Regions from separate parts of the Rattus norvegicus genome. Here region 1 is linked to region 2. Evidence: chromatin contacts called from public Hi-C data. All regions are on one chromosome and are shown on one strand. Each heading gives the region's core, a stretch centred on a gene start, on an enhancer-like site or on the middle of the called end of the contact. The rest is flanking DNA. Distances are from core to core; before and after follow the strand shown. Region 1 holds the start of LOC108348412 (a long non-coding RNA gene). Region 2 overlaps LOC108348411 (a long non-coding RNA gene).

Evidence for each region. Hi-C and Micro-C count contacts between places; a contact is called where the count stands out from the background.
Region 1: a contact with region 2 is called in a Hi-C map of liver, with 2.5 times the contacts expected there. The contact joins two enhancer-like sites. A contact is called at or near these places in 4 of 12 Hi-C or Micro-C datasets (hepatocytes, kidney and liver).

What each region holds. Positions count from the first base shown.
Region 1 is chr16:71,904,272-71,911,875 of GRCr8, reverse strand. The region is part of intron 2 of LOC134482408 (a long non-coding RNA gene); the gene reads left to right. LOC108348412 (a long non-coding RNA gene) reads right to left here and starts at 4,422. Exons shown (of 5, transcript XR_010058460.1): 1 at 2,314-4,422; 2 at 1,865-1,922. LOC134482407 (a long non-coding RNA gene) reads left to right here and starts at 5,604. Exons shown (of 2, transcript XR_010058462.1): 1 at 5,604-6,359; 2 at 6,611-7,604. Within about 2 kb of position 1,330, at least 7 of the 93 cell types and tissues checked have an H3K27ac peak or open chromatin away from gene starts, as enhancers often do. A contact at or near this core is called in hepatocytes and liver, where this site is marked.
Region 2 is chr16:71,866,846-71,874,308 of GRCr8, reverse strand. It overlaps LOC108348411 (a long non-coding RNA gene), which reads right to left. Exons shown (of 5, transcript XR_005494965.2): 5 at 3,836-7,463. Among named protein-coding and RNA genes, the nearest start is that of Rpl21l3, 49 kb to the right of the region's middle. Within about 2 kb of position 1,583, at least 17 of the 93 cell types and tissues checked have an H3K27ac peak or open chromatin away from gene starts, as enhancers often do. A contact at or near this core is called in hepatocytes and liver, where this site is marked.

The DNA of each region.
Region 1 (7,604 bases), core at 81-2,580, 38 kb before region 2:
AGGGCGACCTGCTTATCTAACAGTAGCACCAGATCGCTTAGCACCAGCCAGTCTCAGCTCCTCTGACTCCTAGTATAAATTCAACAGGGGGTGGGGATGGGAGCAGGGATTGATGCATCGGGGTAAAGGAATAAAGATGGGATCTCGTTAACATGAGTCCCAGAGTAGACTAGAAGTCAGTTAGGGGAGAGCCCTGCAACTCTGGAAACTCAAGGGAGGACAGACAGTTCATGAGCTGGTGAGGTTGGAGCTAAAGGGAAACTCAGCCAGCTTAAAAGAAAAAAAAAAATGAAGATAGCCTTCGGACAAGCGAGAGAGTCTGCGGATAGCATTAAATGAGCGAGATGATACGTGTGGCTCACTTCCTGGAAGCCTCGTCCATACCCAAAGACTCTTCCACTGGAGGCAGCCATTTTGAACCTGACTTTGCTTAGCCTAAAGTGTTATGGTGAAGGGAAGGCAGGACACACAACAGAAGCACAAAGGAACGAGCCAGCCATACAACCCCTAGATAGAATCTGGAGGAAACATGCCCACCCTGCCCTACCCGCTCCCTGCTTTAGCCCTTCAAGCAATAGAGCAAAAGATCCCTCAAGAAAGCTCAGATATCAAACAGATAAGGTCTGCCTCTCTCTCCTAGTAAACCCTCTGAACTCTAGACTGTCCTGTGTGTCCCAACTCTGGTCCCTGTGTGGCCAGTTCTCAGGAGCCTCTTATGTTGGTAATTGACAAGCAACTTGAGCTAAGAGGACAGAGGGACAACAAACATTTGGTGGCATTGCCTAGTGCCAGGCACTCTTCTTATTGGTATCCTCCCTCAGGAAGATCACAATGTGTCCACACACAGAAAGAGAACACCCACAGTCCATTTGGCAAGGCTCACTGGCCTCTTCCCAGCCTGACCTGGCTTCTGCAGCTGGTGAATGGTGTTCACATTTGTGCTGTATGTTCCTGCCCAGATGGGTGTCTGATCTTGTCCTGGCCAGTTTTTCCACATAAGGGGACCTGGTACACTTTTTATAGGAACCCAGTCGTTCCCTGGGGCCAGAGGCTAATGCTGCCCAGATGCAGGAAAACAGAAGGGCCATTCAAAAACAACCGAAACATCAACACACTTTGAAAGTGGTCTGTTAGCACTTGTCAGAAGCACAATAAAAACACAATGGGACCATCAGAAAGCAGAGGTATTCAGGCTTGAGAAACTTGGCTTTGATGACTTAGAAAAGCAAAACAAAGGGGCAGAACCAGTTCCCACTTGGACTGTGGCTTGTTTGCTCTGCTTATCTGAAGTCAGAGCTAACAATGCTCATCAAACCAAAAGACCTCAAGTTTCTCCTGTGCCACTGGCTCCTGGACAGAGCAGTATCACCTTCTGGAACTGGCTGGTGTCAGCATATGGCTCCTAGACACCTGTCTGGCCGTGCGTCTCTCAACTGTGACCCTTGACCCTCAGAACAGATCAGATCATTTGCTGGGATGGTCTTTTGCAGCTAGGGTGGTGGAGGGCTGGAAACACCGGAGAGCAACGCCACCCACTCCCTTCTCTACTGTAAGCTGCCCTATCTGTCACCAGTCAGCCAGAGCAGGACCAGGAGTTCTGCCGTTCTGCCTGAGGCCTGGCTGTTGACACATGGCTCCCGCCTCTGGAGCAAGAGGCTGGAAGAGAAATGTCACCATCGACCCTGCAGACACTGGACGCACACAGCCTTCAGTGTGCAAGGCAGATGCAGAGCAGGCGATGTCCTCATGTGAAACAAGGCTGCCCGCATGCCACAGTCACTCAAGGTCATTTCCCCACGCCTCTGCGGCTCAGGCACTGCTTAATTCCCACCATGGGCGCTGTCTCAGCCGTTGATCAAGTTACCTGCCGGTGACTTCAGTAAGCTTAGTCCATTCGGGTGCTGAAGGCCTGAATGTTGACTCTAAGAAGAAAAAAAACAAAAAAAAAAAAAAAACCAGGAGATTAGCCAGAGGGGTTGAGGACTTGGCATGCTGGCCGGTTGGGAGAGCGGGCTCTAAAAGCCCTGCTGGTCAGAGTGGGAACCTAGAGGTACAAGACATTGGATTGGGGGGACGGGTTGCTTGTTGTTGTTTGCTTGCTTTGGTTTTGGGGGTTTGTTCTGTTTTGGTTTGGGGCTCTTTGCTTTCATCCACATACCCTCTTGCTCCCCGTTTTTTTCATATGTACCCCGTTATCCAGTCTACTGGACCCATTGAGACACAATGAATCAGGAGACCCGACCGTGTTCTTCCTCCTTGCCTGAAAGAAATGGGGAAGGGGAACCGATGTTAGAACAAAGGAACAAAATCTACCTGGAATAGGAACCCTCAGTCTCTGCCTCAGGCCTTAAGACGGCCATCCACACTGCCGTAATCCTTCACGGCATTTGCCAGTGGCCTTTGCCAGCTCCTTCTGAATCCAGCGGTGGCTCTGGAACAGGTCGTTACCGATTCAGCAGTCATGGTAAAAACCAAACACCTATAACGTGATCCACATTCCTTTAACCACTTTAGACATCTGAGCAGGTTATGCTTGCCACCGAAGCCTCCATTTCCCGAGATGCCTTTCCGTCTAGCAGGGGCCGCCCAGTTCCTGTCTCCCTGAGCCAGGTAGGCATGGAGCAGCAAGCACCCAAGCAGCTTCACCGGGACTTTCCACAGGTGAAGGTCACCTTTCCATAAATAAGCCTGGGGTGGTAAAGGGGCGGAGGGGCACATAATTTTGAGTCAGGGAAAGCTATAATTCAAATCTTATCCCTACCACATGCTAGCTGTCTGCTTGCCAAAGGCTAGTTCTGGTAACCGCTGGAAGGACTGAAACCGATCGTGGTTAGCTAGACCTGGCTTTGAGACTGACAGAGCATGTGTGATAAGCATCAGCTGCTGGGCCAGCAAGACTGCTCTGTGGGTCAAGGCGCTAGTCACTGAGCCTGATGACCTGAGCTAGGGCCCTGGACCCACAGAGTAGATGGAGAGAATTGTAGCAAGGTGTTCTCCGGCAACCACACACATGCCTGCATGCATGCATATGACAGACACACACACACACACACACACACACACACACACACACACACACACACCACAAATCGATGGATAAAATCAAAACTAAGACCAGCGAGATGACTCAGCTGGTAACAGCACCTGCCACAATGCCTGACTAGCTAGCTCAGTCAGTCCCTGCCGCTCACCTACTGAGAGACTTAACCAACTCTTGCAAGTTGTTCTCTGACCTCCATGCCAGGGCTCTCACCCATAAGTAAATGTGATTTTTTTAAACCTTTTTTTAGATAAGTAGATAAATAGAAAAACGTATCAGCTCCCATGCTCTTAGCGCCGCCCACTACAGTTGGCGATCAATCAATAGGACAATATTCATTGGGTGCCAGTTGAGTTACCCAATATGGCAGGTGTTCCAAGAATAGACATAAACATGCCAAGGTCACTACCTTAGGGGAAGGCCCTAGGATAATGGAGACGATGTGGGGTGGGGGGAGTAAATAAGAAAATGCTACGCAGGAACGAACAGCGATATTATTATAAGAAAGCACCTTGTACTTGGGCAGGCCGGGGTTCACCAACTTCACACCACTGCTTACTGGCTCTGTGGTCTTGACCTCTGTCAGTCTTGACTTTTTCCCCCATTGGTAAAAGGAGGGAAATATTACCTCTCTCATGGATCTGTGGCCAAATCAGAATAAAGGACCATCACGTGTACTGTGGAGTTTGTTCCCACCTCGTAGAGGTGGTCTGCAGGTACACAAAACTTTTTCAAGCTGAGAGCTATCTAAATGACAGCTACTACTGTCTTGGGGAAGATAAGCTTCTGGAAGGAAGGACTCGGGACTGCCTTTATGTGAAGTGACACATTCCCAGAAGAACGGGCACGGCCCCATAGTCTTCAGTCTTAGCTGAGAGAGTTAATGCATGAGCAGTGTCAGAATCCACTCCAAGAAAGCTTCCTGAAAGAGGTGACGTAACCGGGTAAACAGGGTTCGCACTGAAAGGGGAAGGCCCAGGCACGCAGAAGAAATAAGACGGGGATTGGAGGGCGGGGTACCAGGCAAGAAAGAGCATTGAGTGGGACCAGAAACTTTGAGCAGTCCACGACAGGTCAGCTAAAAAAAACCTACCAGGTCAGGCAGAGGCCGACTGCAAGGTCTCCATCATTCAGAAGCCGATCTTGGTGTGACCAAACACAACTTGGGAAACATACCCGAGAGACGAGTGAGTATGTGACAAAAACAACTTCTATCAGCCCCTCCCAAGGCCTCCAAGTCGTTGGGCCTGAGCCAAGCCAGAGCACCAAAAATAACATTTCCCATGAGCCTTCCACCTCTGGGAATGTCCCATTCCATGGGTCCCTACTCCATCTGCCTGCAAGATTTCCAGCCCACTTGGAGAGCCAGACAACCAGTGAACTCTGACCCCATCCATCCCAGCAGGGGCCCGGGGAAGCATTTATAGCTTCAAAGGTCCTGGTAACTGTTAGCCAGTAACCTCCTCCCAACCCCCACCTCCCACCTCTTTACCCTCCAGGCCACAGAGGTCAGGCACTGGGGTCACACCTGGCCAGGCCCCCAAATTCCAAGGCCTGCCATCTATTCAGAGTCTGCCCACTGGCTCTCGCTACACACCTTCCCAACCCCAGATGTGGACTTAGAGGCTGGAGAAGACCGGGCCCATAGTAAAGAGACCCCTGAAAAGGATTTCTGTGGAAATGGGCTCCCGGTGGTTCGTTCTCACCCTGGAAGAACTGGGTAGAGACTGATGCCTAGACTATCAATCCTGCAGGTTTCAGTGACCTTTCCCTGACCCCCTGGCTGCTAAAGGCCGGAAGGCCAGTTAACGTTTACCAGCCCCCCTTGGAGTAGCATGCTAATAGGTACCCAGAGGGAGTGAGGTTCACAGAAGTGTCATAGCCCAGGCAGCCCTGAGCCTGGCCACCTCCACCCAGCAAGCCACGCCCAAGCTGCAGGCCAACTACCCACTCCTTCACTCCAGTCACAGGGAGTGTAAGGAGAAGGGCTCTGGGCCTACAAAAGCAACAGAGGCTTACATGCCCAGAGGATCTGCCACCACAGTGGACATGAGCTTTAGTCCCACCCCGTCTTCAATGTCCTCTGTAGATGGCTTTCAGGATGTTAGAGCCTCCCCACCACAGCTGCCACCACCACCACCACTTCCACCACCACCATCACCACTGCCAGGGTCTGGCCTACCACTTTAAGATGAGCAATGATATCCCTGCAGAAATGGGGCTTGGCAGGGCATAGATTGGGACCAGAGGCAGTAGCTCTGCACTATGGCTACCAAGCTATTTACCTATGGGGGCCATTACTCAGCCTGTTCTGTGAAAATGGAGCCTGATGGCACAGCCTCTGCTCCCTTACTCATTCCTCTTCTACCCAGCTCTTGGCTAAGTCTTCCCCACTAGATGAGGCCCAGGTGAGTCTAGCAGGCCAAAGGCCAGGGCCTTGGATGGCGGGGGTAGTCCTACCAATGGGGTGCTGTATGACTTGGGAAGCCCTTAGCCCGTCTGTGCCTCGGTTTCTGCCTTGCAAAACAAAGCTGATGGAAGGCTTTGGTGGTGGTGGTGGTGGTGGTGGTGGTGGTGGTGGTGGTGGTGGTGGTGGTGATGTTGTTGTTGTTGTTTGAACCCTCTTCCTGTTCTCCATCTAACTCCAGGTTCCCATTGCTTCTGGGTTCTTCCATACACACCCCTCCACCCGTCCCTGGTTACCCCCACCCCATTCTTCAGCTCTCACCACAGAACTTTATAGTCAGGGGATTATCTGGCCGAATCCCTTTATTTAAAGAGCAAGGTCGCTGGAATCCAAGACATGACTTAGCTTGGTGACCTTGGCCCGGATGCCTCAGGCAGAACCGGGCCTGCAGTGAAAGTCTCTTGGCACTGGGTTCCTTGGGCTTTGCCAGCTCCAGCTGAGTGCCCAGATAATTTCACCTCCTCATGAGGAACACACCAAATCTCTTCCCGGCTTCCCAGGCCTCCGTGACGACTACCTCCTCTACCAAAGCTCACTCATTCCCCCAGCAGGTACCAGGATTCATAGGGACCCAAGTCCACCTCAGAAAACTCCCTCCCTCCCCACCCCTACCCAAATCCTCTACAACTTCCAGCTTCCCCAGTGTTTCCTCCCCACACCCCTGTGGCCTGGCTTGGCTCTGCCCTCTTCCTTGCCATGTGTCTGCTTCTGCCTGCTCACCTCGGGCTTTCTTTCCACTCATGAAGCCATCCCAGACTCCACCTCTCCTACACTGCAGTGTGCCCTGTGGTCTTGGGTCCTGGCAGCTGAGGCAGCATTCTGGCCCCATCAGTCTCCGGCCATGGAGCCAAAGTAAGCTACTTAACTTCCGTTGTGCTGCTGATTCTTGATTTGGTAAAGGGCTCTACCATGAGCCAACCACAGCCAACCTCTATGAACACATGAGATTACTAACAACACCGTGCATGAGTGTGTGTGTGTGTGTGTGTGTGTGTGTGTGTGTGTGTGTGTGCCCCTGCCCACATGTGTTGCCCCAGTGAATATATTCTTCCCTGTTGGACTTTTAAGTTTCTCTGAATTGAGTGTAACAATGTGTTTCTTAGTTCCTTCTAGAAAGGCAGTGTTGTGATGAGAGGGATATTGAAAATGGCATGGGTAAGAACTCGGTGTCAAGAGCTCCTGAGCGCTGGGATGACCCAGCTTGTGACCTGCAAACCTGCAATGTTGCCTTTGGACCCAGGATGGGAGGAGTAGTGCCTTCCTTCCCAGTGGAGATTCCACTCACCGAGAGTAAGCTCCTTCCCACCGCCCACCCTCTCATCTCCAGTGAATCCTTTAAACTGTTGGTTCACCTGCTCTGCTTGATGCCTGGCTCAGACCCTATCCCTGCAGACAAAAGGCTCCTGCGTGATTGATGATGACAGTGACCTGCCACTGACCCCCTGCTCAACCTGGGTCCTGCTGCTACACACAAGGCCCTCGGTTCAGCAGCCCCCACGGTTTGAAATGCCGATACCTGCTTCTTGGACTGTTGATTTTCCTCATCTTGCCAAGTAGAATCTTACTGAGAGGATCCAGTCGGGTGATGGGAAAGCTCTTAGCCCAGTGTTGTTACATTGTAACTACTCAGTAAATGATAGGGTGGGGGAGGATAACCCTGTGAAGGCAGCGGTTGTACACAAGGACCAATCCCACCCTGCTTCCTTCCAGCAATGATGGCATACCAAGCATGCCTCCCCACTATCATCCTGCCCACAGCTTTCTACTTTGCTGCCTCCCTGCCCGGAGCTTCTCTAGCTGGCTCTTAGGGCCGGCCAGGCCCCTGGAGCAGCCTCCTCCTCAGCGCTTACTGTCATTGGTTACTTGGGGTATTTGCTGACTGGGCTCGCTCTCCTTGCAGAAGAATCTGTCACCACTAAACCACCAAGCATTCTCATGCCATAACTTTAAAGCCATTTATTTACTCATTTACTTCCACTTATTTGCCAAGTCTTCAAGAAAAGAAAAGAGAGAAAAAAAGAAAAAGAAAAGAAAGAAAAAAGACAGAGAGAAAGAGGAAAAAACTGATTGAAGTGACTTCCTGATGAAGCGCACAGT
Region 2 (7,463 bases), core at 334-2,833:
CCAGCCTATTTGGTAGTGTGTTCCTAACCCAGCATGGTGGCGTGCACCAACTGTTCGTCAGGAATGTGCCTCAAAGTCCCCATTGTTCAGAGAGTGAGTCAAGCAATACCTACCAGGAAGCTTTAGAAACTAAGGTCATCACAACCTTAAGAAACAGACTGCACTCCTGACGACAAGCGGGCAGTCCCGAAGGAGGAGCCACGGGCTGACAAACACTGTCCCCCATCACGTGGACAGCACGTGGAGAATACTGACAACCTCGGATGGCCATGACGTCACCAGGCAATACCTGGAATGGGCCTGCCCTCATGTGAGTGGCCTGTTGTTGATCAAAGCACCACTTCTACTCCTTCGGAGTAAGAACAGGAACTCGGTGAGAGGAAAATAACCCTTGTAGCCCTTTGTGTGAGGTGGCAGTCGCCCTCTGATGAGTGCGGCAATTGGCCGTTGTGGTTCACCTATAATCTGATTTGCTCTTCTCGGTGCGAAGTCTCGTTACCCATGTGAAGTAAGCGAAGCAGGAATAATTGTCCTGGTGCGTGCGCTGAGAAAACTACTTTCAGATGAGGGAATGAAGCCGGCTACGTGGCAACATGGGAACACAGTTCGGGCATTTTGTTCTGTTCCGGTCCCCACTATGCTACCGCTGCCTCTCTCTTCTATTTCCTACCTCTGGCTCAGATTTGAAAGCAAAAGCTGGGGGAGATGAATCCCGGAAGGAACCCTGGCCTAACGCTACCTGTGAGCTCTGCCTGCTAACTTCTACACCATTACCTAGGAGCAGAACCCAGCCAAATTCCCGCTAGCTACTACTGTTCCTTGTACAGCAACCTGACCCCACAACTCTGCTAGCAGCAAGATGGGCTAGCTCTTCCCATTCTGCGAAGCCAAAGCCAAGCTTAACTCTGGAATTGCAGAACTGATGGACATTTGCTCTGGCTAATCAATCAAGGCAGGTAGAGGTTAGATAAGCACCACACAACCAAAAGAGGCGGGCAGAGACCCAGGAAAGACAGAGGGAAGGAAGCAGGAGAAAGGAGGAGGAGGAAGCAGTGAGGGCCAGGAGAAAGCTGCTATAATAACAGGGTAATTGCCCTGTTTAGGATTACACTCTGCCAGCATTTCACTAAACTTTATGACACCCAATGACAAGTTAATAAGCTAGATACCTCACTGTGCCTTTAACAGATGCCCGGAACCTCCTTGTGTAGGGAGGTAACCTTCATCCCACCTCAGCTCAGGAAAAGAAAAAAAAAAGACACCTCAAGGTGTTGGGGATAGGAAGCCAAGAAAGTGGGGAAACTGGTTATTTCTGTTGTCAAAATGGCCCCAGCAATAAATCACCATTAATAATACTGACATCTATCAAAGAGGAGCCGTGGTTGCCAAGGCCTTTGAAGTAGAAGCACCTATAATTTCCTACCTGTAAAAGGTAGCTTTGTGCGTGTGCTATGCTGGAGCTGACACGGAAGAGAGGTGAAGCAGTTCAGAACTCCGCCCCCCATCCTGTAGCAATGCAGTGCAGAGCAGAGGGCACAGGCAGTGCCCTCTGCCCTGTTGCCCATGTCTGGCCCGACTCCTGTCTCTTCACAGGCTTCAAGCTGAGGCCAGTGAGGTTCATCAACCCAGGTGGCTGAGGATTAACAGGGAGGGACTGGATCCAGGCAGATCCAGAAGCCTCCAGGCCTATCACCAAGCCAGCTTTCCCCAGATGAGGAAGTGTTACCCTCCATCTACCTAGTACGTAACCTCCAAGAAGGCAGGCCTGGGTAGCAGAGGGCTATGGAGGGTGGGCTCTCAGAATGACTGTGTGGATGGGGAAGCCTCCTTCTCAGCGTCCCCAGAAAGGACAAAGGGGAAGTCTGAGAAGAGCTGGTGCCGGTTCCCTCTCAGTCGCCGGCATGTTCTTCAACAAGTCTCAGAAGGGAACTAACATGCCCACATCTTACCCAGAGTGGGAGGATCCCCTGCTCCTGTCTCCCAGTTGGGTCCTCTTTAATGTGACTTGGACTGAGACTCCCAATGTGCCTCTAAAGTAAACATCTGTTGGGACAAACTTTGCCCCACTGTGCATCTAGGAAATTAATACGAATGAGGAAACCCATCATTTGCTCAGGGTCAACAACTAGCAAAGGCCCACGCCCACCATCCAACAGGCTTTGGATTAGACTGCAGAGATTCTCAACCTGTGGGTCGCGACCCTCTCAAGGGACCCTTTCACAGAGGTCACCAAAGACATCAGAAAACACTGATATTTACAATTCATAACAGTAGCAGAATTACAGGTATGAAGTAGCCTCAAAAATACTTTATCGTTGGGGGTCTCAACAAATGATGAACTATATTAAAGGGCCGTAGTGTTAGGAAGGTTGAGAACCACTGCCTTGGGGTGTATGAGTTCTGAATGTGTTTACCTGACCCCAATCATTTGTCTATGTAAGATATAAGCAGGACCAACACACACGTGCACACACACCTCTTATCCACGCACACATGCTGTACCCCTCTCCTGCCTTCCTCTGTCTCTTTCCAACAAGGGCCCCGGGTTCCAGAGGTGCCCTGAGGATGAGGTGGCTACAGTGGCTCTTAGGAAGACAGCTTATTGGCAGATGCAGAAGCAGATGGAAGAGAGGACATTTTTTTCTTTGAGGTCCAAAAACCTGTCAGCCTTCTTCAGCTGTCCTGGGACCTGACTGCTACCAACAGGGATTAGCGGCCCGGACTGTCCTGATCTCAGCCTCCAGCAAACCTAAGGAGCTGTTCAGCCCTGAGCTCCAAGAGTTTTGAGGAGCTACTGTGGCCTTTGGCCTCCAGGAATAAAGGAGTCCAGGATGGGATTCGGGTTATCTGTGTCCCTAAAGCCCTTGACCAATAGGGAGAGGGACACAGGTGTGAGGAACCAAGAACCCTGGGACCTAGAGACCCTCTGCTGGGGAAAATGTGAGGTCAGTTGGGGAGGAGGCCAAAAAGGGGTGGAGCGCTACCCTAGGAGTCACCTGTTTTTCTAAACATCATTACTCTGTTTCTCTGCACGATTTAGAGAGAAAAAATGGAGAACAAGCCACTTGGAACTGAGTCAGAAAGGAAGTGTGCCCAGCAGCCCTGAGGACTGTTGTCCCTCCTTGTTGTTGATACTGTTGCTCTGAGTGACAGGGCTGGTTGGCTGCCTGGTTACATTTTGTCCCTGCCCCCTCCCCGTTTCAGAAGTGACAGAAGCCCAAGAGTCTCTAACCAGCCTCACAGTTCTTCCCCTTGGCCCCTCTGGGACAGCAGAAAATCCACCGCTCTTGCTGATTGAAGAGAAATTCCCAAGGGCATGTACTGAGGTACAGCCTGTAATCCCAACAGCCAGACGCAGGCGGCCTAAGAGCTCAAGGCCAGCCTGGGCTACATAGCTATAGCCCCCTCCCTTACCCCCCCCCAAAAAAAAGGAAAGAAAAGAAAAAAGCACCCCGGAAACAAAGCTGCATCCAAGGCCACAGAAGTTGCAGGAGACATCAACTTCCAGCCAATACCAAAACTCTGCCTTTTAGTACAGCGGCCTCTGCCATGCAGAGCCAGGGCCACAGAAAAGCATTCTTTGAACAAATCCAACAGGCAGGATCTCTGCCCTCCGGGATCTGGAGTGCAGAAAGACATCAGGAACTCTTGCAAAGAACCCTAATAAACATGTAGCTACTCATCGTGCCTAACCAGCCAGGCTGTGGCCGACAAGCGGAAGAAGAAATACATATTTGCTGAGCACCAAATTGGGTCTAATGACCCTGGCCTGTCTCCCAGGGTCATCTTGAGAAATTGCTGATGTCGGAGGATGAGCGTAAGCAGCTGTTCTCCATTTGCACTCAACAAGAGAAAGGGGCCTTAAATTACAGCAGGAGGGAAGCAGGTTAAAAACACTCAGAAGGGCCGCCCGGCTCAGAGGCTTGGAGAGAGCAGTGTAGTGTGTTATCACGGGATCTCTGTAGACAGCCTCTTTCCACGGAGACTCTGCAGGGGAATGAGGATGACGATCTGCCAGGAGGCTGCATCAGGAAATTTATTAGGTCATTGATCCTCTTTCCTGGAGCCAGGGCTCTAGACTGTGTGCCCATGGCCCCAGGCATTGCTGGGCACCGGATGTCTTTGACAGCTCCTACCATCAAAAACACTGAAAGAGCCAAGTAGGGCGGTGCAGAAATTTAAGCCCAGCACTTGGGAGGCAGAAGCAGGTAGATCTCTGTGAGTTCAAGGTCAGCTTGGTCTATATATTAAGTTCCAGGCCAGTCAAGGGCTATATACTGAGACCCTGTTTCAAAAGAAGAAGATGCTGGAAAAGAGAATCCTCCAAGGCTATCAGGGCCAACCCTAAAATTTTGCCAGTAGTAGTCAACCATAATATCAAGAAGATCCAGTACAGCGATCAAAACAAATATTTACAGGGCAACAGCCAGAAGTGCATCCATAGCCCTTCAAGTCAGGTGAGCTGCCCCACAGTGCCAGCACGGGCAAACAGGTCTCCGGCTGTAACGTGCAAAGTGAACGGGAGACAACACAATCAGAGCATGCTATTACCATGGGAGAATCCACCCATTTTATAGATGGGAAGGCTGAGACCTGAACATAGGCCAGGCCTTACTGCTGCATTATCTGAAAGAGGAAATACCTGGTTAGGACCCTGACATCACTCACCAACTCAAGCAACTTCAGGAGAGTCATTTAACAGGCTGCAGCCTTTCTAAACTTCCGGAGCATTGAGGAAGTTAAACTTCACACACGGGGCACTGCCATCAACTCAGGACCATAGAGCAGTGACCACTGTCTCACAGTACTCATTCTCCAACTCTAGCTGCCTACTGCATGCCAGAAGTTGGTCATGTAGATTCTCAGGCAACCAGAAATAGCAAAGCTGCTTACCAACGTAGCAGGTCAGGAAATGGAGGGTGCTATTGGACAAGAAAGTTTGAGACAGGGGACAGAGCAGGAGGCTGAGGCCAGCTCTGTTGACCTTCCAAAGTGGTGGGGTCTTCTGTGATCCCTGGCCAGCAGGACAATGGATTGTGCATGCAGTGGAAAACCCGATGGGACAAAGCAGGTAGGTGGCTCCAGGTCCTCAGCAGCCTCCATTGCCACAGGTACCAGGCACTTGGCAGGTACCACTGGACTACACCCCTAGCATTTTATTAACACACACACTAGAGGGTGCCGCCGTGCCTGGATGGAGGGCATCTGTTGGACAGTTTGCCTTCTCAGCCCCACCCTGAGCTACTTCTCTGTCTGTTCCACCTCCTAGAACAAGACTTAGAGACACAACCTGAGCGGTTCTCACTCCCGAAGGTCTGGGTGAGCCTTCTCACCTCAATGAGATGAGACATTCACGGTTACTCATGTTTACAGAGGGAGAACCTAAAGGTCAGTGACGTCGGCCAATCTACCCTAGATGCACAAGGAGCTAGAGTGGCAAGTGTAAGGAGGAAACTCCAGGCCCTGAAGTCCTAAAGCCTCTGCCTTCCTGGGACAGTACCTCCAGTTTCCCATCATGCCTTTCCCTCCGAGTGCTTTTGAAGGTGCTTTCCAGTTCTGTTTGGTTTTGTACTCTTACTTCTTTTTCTGTTTTGTTTTGTTTCATGTTGGTTGTTACAGACTTCTCTTGCCGATGGCCACTGGGACCTGGTTCGTGCTAGCCAGGCCATCTGCCTCTGAGCTTTATGTCAACCTGGACTTCTGAGCTTCCAGGTCTGACCATCCCCTGACTCACTAAGAGGATACTGCCCTCCCTGCCACACCATCCTCCAGCTCTGAGATATGCTTGCAGAAAGGGCCTCTCTAAAGGAAACCTCACTAGCCCTGTTTAACTTTGAGACACCCTCCCCACCCATGTGAGGGCTTAGCCCATGGTGCCAGGCCTCCCAGGAATACCTCCAGGTTTTCAGGGCAATGGTGACACAAAGTGATTAGCCTTCGCATTCCTAATTCTAAACTAAGGATGCGAATGGGTCCATCACTAGTCTCCGTCTGGAATCCGGTGTGTTGATACAGCCCAGCCTGCTCCTGGTTAACACACTGCACATTACTGAGCAATAGCAGGCGCCTACAAGCCTTTGGGTTTAAAAATCATGGGACAGAATCACAGTCACAAGCTCAGCAAATCCTAGGATGGAAAAAGTAATTTTCTTCCAAAGTTCGAGTTACAGCGCTGGGTGTGAGCATATGGCCTTTGAATACTGTAAGGGCAGGGAGCTCACTACCTAACAGGGAGATTATCCCAACATTAAGGTCATTTGATTTCAATGTATCCTTCCTTGAGAAAAACCCAACCGGACACCACAGCTCCCACCTTTAGCCCCAAGTCTTACTCCCTCTCCCTCACAGCTGAGGGAATGTCTACATTCTGGGCACTCTACCCTGGGCAGCCCCAGCCGTGTTGGGTGATTCAAAGTAGTTTCCAGAGTAATAGAAACAGACCTGGCACATTCCTCCCAGTGCCTGCACTTTCTCTCTCACCCTCTAAAAGCCCCAGGGCCAGCATACCAGCAAGTAGCCTTGCTGACAGCTCCCGGGGCAGCACTCAGCCTGGCATCACAGGAAGCTTCATGGATCTCCTCAGAGCACATCCTAAATCAGGGAAGGGAGCTGCCTAGAGTCAGCCCTAATGCCACAGGGCAATCAGGAGGGCTGGGTGCAGACATCTGGGTGTGCATTTGTAGGAGCCATGAAGATGTCTTCAGACCCTTTTGAGGGCTTCCAGTTTGGAGTTAATAAAGTATTGTCATCTTCCTCCCATTCTTTCATGCAATGAAAAGTTGGTGGGAGAAATAATGCTCGCAAAGCTCAATGTTAATGGGGCTGACAGACTTTTATGGTGGGGAGGGAACAAACCTGGGGAGACTGCAGCTTCTGGCAAATGAAAGATAGGGCATGACAGGTCAAGTCTGCCAATCTCCCTCTGCCTCTCAGCTTGACCGCAGGGATTGAGGGAAATATGACTAGTTCTTAATGTAGGGCCTGCTATACACCAAGCACTATCCCTGGAGAAACCTGGTTGAATTTGTTGAGTCCCACACACCCACACTCTGAGATGGGCGTTGTGACCCTCATTCACACATAAAAGATTGGGATGGAGAGAGGGACTACGGTCTGCCTCACCTCTTTCCTGCTGTAGGACCAGACCACACTCTCTATTCATGGCCTGAGGCCCTAGCATCAGGCTGGAGGAGAGTTCATATATGCATCTATCATGGACACGTCTGTAGGTTCATGGAGCCTAGCCATAAGCCAGGGCCTCGGAGCAGGCTGCAGGGAAGCAAGCTGCATTGAGATTAGGAACTTCAATGGGTTTTGATCAGTCCTACACCTGGCTCTGCCTTTCACCAGCTTGGATTCCTCTCTGACCTTCAGTTTCTTCCTCTGTAAAAGGAAGGTGCCAACACCCACCCTCTTTGTGCCTGGGGTAATGAGTCACTATTTGTAAATAAGTCACAAGAGTA